2 separate regions of the Sus scrofa genome follow, and region 2 is linked to region 1. The links are chromatin contacts, called in public HiChIP or PLAC-seq maps. All regions are on one chromosome and are shown on one strand. The core of a region is the stretch at or near the end of the contact, and the rest is flanking DNA. Distances in the headings are between cores, read along the strand shown.

Region 1 (2,972 bases), core at 234-2,733:
AGCTCAGCCTCTCTTCTACCCGCTGAGGGGTGTGGATGGAACAGGGGCTTCCTCACCACAGACAGGGACTGGGGGTCCAGAATGGAGATGGAGAAGGGCATCGTGTGCCCAGGCCCCTTCCCAGTGGGGACAGGGTAGCCCTGCCTGTGGCCCTGGCCTCTTCAGGGGCGTGGTCACATCAAACTACCAGCAGGGCCCTGAAAACGCCCTGCACTGTCACAGGGGCAGCCTCTGCACATGCCGTCCTCTCCTGTAGAGCCATTTTTTTCCTCCTTACTCTGTCCTAGGAGACAGTTCAGAGGTCCCCACTCCTTTCATCCCCCCAAGTCCCCAGCTCCAGCATGGATGACCCAGGGGACCACTGTCGGGACCAATTACCTGCCCATCAGGAGGAGCTCCCAAGGGCAGGTGGACCCAGCACAGCCCCACTGTGCCTGTTGCTGGACAGAGGCCTGAGGCCAGCCCTGTCCCTTGTGCCCGCCCAGGGCTCCTGGGATCCACACCCTGAGCCCTGCCACCCCCAGGCCCAAGGCCCTGGCACTCACCTCCATGGCCTTCTTGTAGAGGGACAGCTTACTCTTCTGGACACGGTCCATGACAGCTTCGAACTGCGGGGGACACGAAGCTCTGAGCGTGGGGCTGTGGCCTCGGGACACTCCCCTAGGCCAAGAGGACGGGTGTCCCTGGGATGAGGCCCAGCATCCCCTACTGGCTCTGAAGGGGGTGGCACCAAGACCCCCCTCTCCCAGGACCTGCTCTTTCACAACCAGCACTCAGAGCAGAAAGCGGGGAGCCCGAGGCACGGATGTGCCATCGTAGCCTCTCGCTACTGACCTGTCCAGACTTCATCTCTAGCTGGGGACACCCAGCCTGCACGCACGCATGCGCCCCTGTACCCGCATACAGCCATCATGCTCCGTGTACACATGCGCACAGAGTTCCACCCATGCGCAGAAGTACACGCTAAAAGGTTCCTACTGCTCATACTTGCACACACAAGGCCTTCACACACCTCTCCCAAGTGCCACCCCCCCTGCCATGAGCCTCTGCACACAGGTGAACACACACTCCAAATTTAGTCATGGCCACACACGCAGGCACACGGGGCCTCTGCACCCCCACCTTGCCTCCCGTGCTCCTCGTTCAGATGGAGGATGTGCCTGGCAGGGACTGGAAATGAGGGAATGAGACACCCCTCATGTCAGGGCTATAGCCAAGTTGTGCCTGGGGTCACAGTGGGGCCTGTGTCAGCGACAAGGCCTCAGGAAGCCACCTGGTCCAACACACACACACCAAGACACATGCATGTGTTCACAGGTGTGCACACACACACACACACCCATGTTCTCCTGGGCACACACACATGTCCATACATGCACATGTGTGCACACACATGCAGGCAGTCTTCCCCACACACTGCATCATAGCTCTCCTCTGCTTGTGGAGGACCTGGCCACTCTGCGGAAGGTGTCACTGTCCAAAACAGCTATTTGTAGACATCACAGTCTCACTGGCCACAGGAAAGCTCAAAATAGCCATCCTGGGGCCTCATGGTCACAGCAGATGTTTCCCAGGCAAGTTTCAGCCCAGAGAGGGCCTCTGCTCCTGCACCTCAAGGCCAGGCCAGTTTCTGTGGCTGGCTTTGGGGACCCACAGTCTGCTCAGGAACCCAGATTTAGAATCCTGAAAGGCTGAAACCCCAACTAGCTAGATAGGCAGACAGGGGGTGCAGCCACACTGAATTTCTGTGGTAAGAGCCTCTAATTGGAGCTGGCACCTTGCCTGTGAAGACTGAGGGGGGCTGGTTCTGGTCTGGGTCCCCAACACTTGGGAGGTGGACATAAGTGTCCCATCCTGCAAGAGGGAAACGGAGGCACAGACAGGGGAAGTGGCTTGGCCGGGATACTCAGTCCCAGCCATGAACTATCTCCTTCTTCCCCTTCCCAGCTCCGTTGAATGGATTCTTCCATTCCAGTTCCTTGGACAGTTTACAATGATCCTTCCTCTCCAAGCAAGAAGTACATCTGTGTGCTGGCCTCCCCGCCCCCGTCCAAGGCACCACCCTCATCACTGAGGCCCATCTGCCTTCCCAGAGGGCCACGAGCTCCACCAGTCAGAGTCTCAGGTTTGGGAGGGGGCCCTGGGACACAGAGGTCACCAAGCCCACCTCCCATCCAACCTCTGCTGCATCCCTCCCACTTCCTTTCCATGCGGTCCCTCTATCTAGGGACAGCCACACCCTACAGATGAGTGAAAAGCACTTTTGGATGCTAAGGTAAACTCAGCACCCCCACCACTTGCAAGCTCTGTTCCCTTCAGCCTCAGGCAGCCCTGCAGAATGGCCGCCGTGACTGACTCGCCCAAGTCCTCCTTTCTCCCGGATAAACAACCCTGATCCTTCAGCTCAGGACCAGTTTCTGGTGACTCCCCTCCTTTGGATACCCCCAAGCTGTCAGGGACCCTCTACAGCCTAGTGGAAGTAGGATAATCAAAATGACCAATGACTATGCAATGCAATACTATCAGCCATAAAAAAAAGAATGAAATAATGCCACTTGCAGCAACATGGATGCAACTAGAGATTCTCATAGTAAGTGAAAGAAGTCAGAGAAAGACAAATGTCATGTGGTATCCCTTATATGTGGAATCTAAAATCCAACGCAAGTCAATATATCTACACAACAAAAACAGGCTCACAGATATAGAGAACAGTCTTGTGGTTGCCAAGAGGGAGGGAAGGACTGGGAGTTCGGGGTTAGCAGATGCAAACCATTACACAGAGAATGGATCACAACAAGGACCTACTGTAGAGCACAGGGAATGGTATTCAATATCGTGTGATAACCATCATGGAAAAGAATGTGAAAAGAATATCTACGTGTGTACAAATGAATCACTTTGCTGCACAGCAGAAATTAACACAACATTGTGTAAATCAACTATACGTCAATAAAAATTTTTCAGAAAAAAAT
Region 2 (2,700 bases), core at 97-2,596, 81 kb before region 1:
GGAAGGGGTGGCAAAGGCCTTGAGCCTTCCCCCAGAGCCAGCAAGGCTGTGGGTTTGCTGTGTGAGCTCGCCCCCTGGTGACCAGCCACCATGCAGACTTCCTGTCTTTGTATTGTGTGCTGGAGGTGTGGTTAGCTGGCTGTAACTAAGCCTCAGATCTCAGAGCTCTGCGGACAGTATGAGCAGGACAGGGCTTTGTACAGCATCATCTGCCACACAGTTCATATCTTTTGCTTGTTCCTTAAGGCATATGGTCACACACAGTGTCCTGACAAAGGCGGACAAGCTAATGTGCAGATGTTTCAGTAGAGAGAGGAGGCCACCAGGCTCAGGCAGGACGAGTCAGCAGTGGGCAGTGGCAGTGACAGCTGCCACATTATTAGAGTAGAATGGATGAAAGTGCAGACATGTAGACTCTAAATTTAGACCAGATTTTAGAGCTCTAAACCCCTTACCATGGATACTGTCTCCAGCCCAGTGTTTCTGCTTCTCTCCACTAGCAAGCGCTCTGGAATTTGCAGACATGGTATTTAAAGGATATTCCAGAAAAGTGATTGCCAGACTTTTATGCTGCTGAGAAGGCAGAACCCACATTGGTGTGGGCCTCAGAGCTCTCTCTGTTTCCTGGGCCTTGAGGGGTCAGCAGCAAAGCCAAGAAAAAGTCCCGAGGGACATGGCTTCTGCCTGCTCCAGCCTCAGCTTGCTTGCTGGAGAGGGGTCGGGGCATTAGCCTCCCTAGCTGTGAGTGCAGCACACGGGCTTCTGGAGGGAAAGAACCAAAGACAGAAACAAACAGCTGGGATGGAGAGGTCTCAACATCACAGAGATGGAGCACACTAGGCTTAGGTCAAGGTCTAATGCTCTGCTGGTCTGAGTAGCAACTGAGGCCCCTGAAGATACAGGCCTGGGTGGTGGGACCAGTTCAGGGTTGCCCAAGCCAGACTCCAAGTGAGGTAGAGCAAGGCCACCAATGGGATCACTCTGTCCTTTGGTATAACTGGAGAGAGACCTTGTTTCCCCCCCATCACCTCGCCCAGCATGGGATCCATCCCTTGCAATTCCATTAGCAGGTCCTCAGGAAGACCACTCTTCCCTTTGATGTGGGCTTGTCCAGAGGTGAGGGACCACTGACATCTGAATAGCGCCTTTGGCTCCCACAGGCCTGTAAACTGACTTCTTTCAACCCAGGCCACAAAGAATCTTGATTTCTTTCCCACCTGGCATTAACCATCACGAGAAGCTGTCCAGTTCCTGGCACTGAGTGTGTGCCCTCTGCTCTGGGAGCTCTTTGCCTGCTCTCCAAGGCCCAGTAAATTATGCTTCCTTTTAAGGGGGCCTGCGCTCTACGAGGGAAGGAATTTCGTTAGTGCCTCAGGAGCAGAGAACTGCAGGTGACGGATCACAGGTTGCCAGGAGGAACAGCTCAAGGTAATTAACAGCTGAAACTTAAAAATTGGATTTCACACAGTAGGGAGTGGGGGGAAGGTGGCAGGAAGGAATCCGTTGCCAAGGTCCAGTTCTCACAAATTTGCAAACCTCTGAGTGAAAACAGGCTGCCTGTGTGCAACCCCTGACCTCCTGGTGATTTTTAGATAACTCTTTTCTCACACACATATCCCAACTAACTCTTCCCTCACCCTCTGGAAGGTGTGTGAAAGCAACCAGAAGGCGGAGCTGCACTGGCGGTGGTCTCCGTTTGAGAGTGCAAGTGGGGCGCCTGGGCTTCTGGGGAATGTGCATGGTGAATGGGGCCTGGGGCCTCAGGAGTAGAGGGCTTTGCATCTCTGCCAAGTGGGAGCAGAGCTCTCTGCTCTGTGGGGCCATCAGCACCACCCACCACTCCCCAAGCTGGAGTCCTGGAACCAGGGTTGGAGGTTAGGCAGAGTGAAAACCTGCAGGCCTGCGCTTCATCGTTGGCCCGTCCTCTCCCCCTAAGCACCTCTCCTGCCTGCTCCATGCTGCCAGGGGCATATCTGAAACCATCCTACCCACGCTGCCACAGCCTTCCAGGACTAGGCCACTCATGCTCCCCAAGCTGAGGGCTCTACAGGCCTCCCTCCCTCAGGCTCTGAGCCGTTCAGGTTCATCCTCCTCAGCCTCCTGACACTGGGCCTGCTCCAGGGCTGGGCAGCCGGCCTTTGCCTCACACTGTGCAGCTGGCTCGGGCACTGCTCAAGCTGCTCGGAGAAGCCCCAGGCTGCGGCCGGTGGGAGGTGGGGGTGTTAACAGTAGCAGAGGTGAGAGTACCCTTCATCCTCACAACCATCCATGGAGAAGGCTCCAGGCTGCCCATCTCCACTCAACTAACCAGAGGCAGGCCTTAAACCCAGATCCGCACGCCTTCTAGTCAGTGCTCTTTCCTCTGCCCTGTAAGCAGCCAGGACACCAGAAGGACTGTAAGATCTCAAAGGGGAGCAAGGGAGAGCTCCTTGGTGCTGAACCAGCTTAATTTTATTTTCAAAACCCTATGAGGAGGGTTCTAGAATTACCCCTATTTTATCCATAAAAAGACAAGCCAGAGAGGTTTTGTTTACCCCAAATCCCTGGTGAGGGAGCTAAGATCTGTCCTCAGATGGTCCAGCGCCTCCTCCCAGTTCCCAGAGCTCATGGCCTTTCTCCCCCACCCTCCCTGCTGTTGCCCCAGAATTGTCAGTCCTGCCACCCAGTCAGGCTTGTCACTGACCAGACCCCAGCCAGCCC

The links. HiChIP or PLAC-seq counts read pairs in DNA pulled down with a chosen protein or histone mark.
Region 2: an H3K27ac HiChIP or PLAC-seq map of skeletal muscle shows a contact between it and region 1. The contact joins two enhancer-like sites. A contact is called at or near these places in 1 of 5 promoter capture datasets (liver), 11 of 47 Hi-C or Micro-C datasets (alveolar macrophages, embryonic fibroblasts, fetal skeletal muscle and 4 more) and 1 of 2 datasets of contacts at active chromatin or transcription factors (skeletal muscle).

What each region holds. Positions count from the first base shown.
Region 1 is chr7:57,135,897-57,138,868 of Sscrofa11.1, reverse strand. PSTPIP1 (proline-serine-threonine phosphatase interacting protein 1) reads right to left here. Exons shown (of 15, transcript NM_001244186.1): 6 at 546-608. Among named protein-coding and RNA genes, the nearest start is that of PSTPIP1, 34 kb to the right of the region's middle. Within about 2 kb of position 1,483, at least 3 of the 83 cell types and tissues checked have an H3K27ac peak or open chromatin away from gene starts, as enhancers often do. A contact at or near this core is called in fetal skeletal muscle and skeletal muscle, where this site is marked.
Region 2 is chr7:57,216,622-57,219,321 of Sscrofa11.1, reverse strand. No RefSeq gene overlaps it. Among named protein-coding and RNA genes, the nearest start is that of TSPAN3, 30 kb to the right of the region's middle. Within about 2 kb of position 1,346, at least 8 of the 83 cell types and tissues checked have an H3K27ac peak or open chromatin away from gene starts, as enhancers often do. A contact at or near this core is called in fetal skeletal muscle and skeletal muscle, where this site is marked.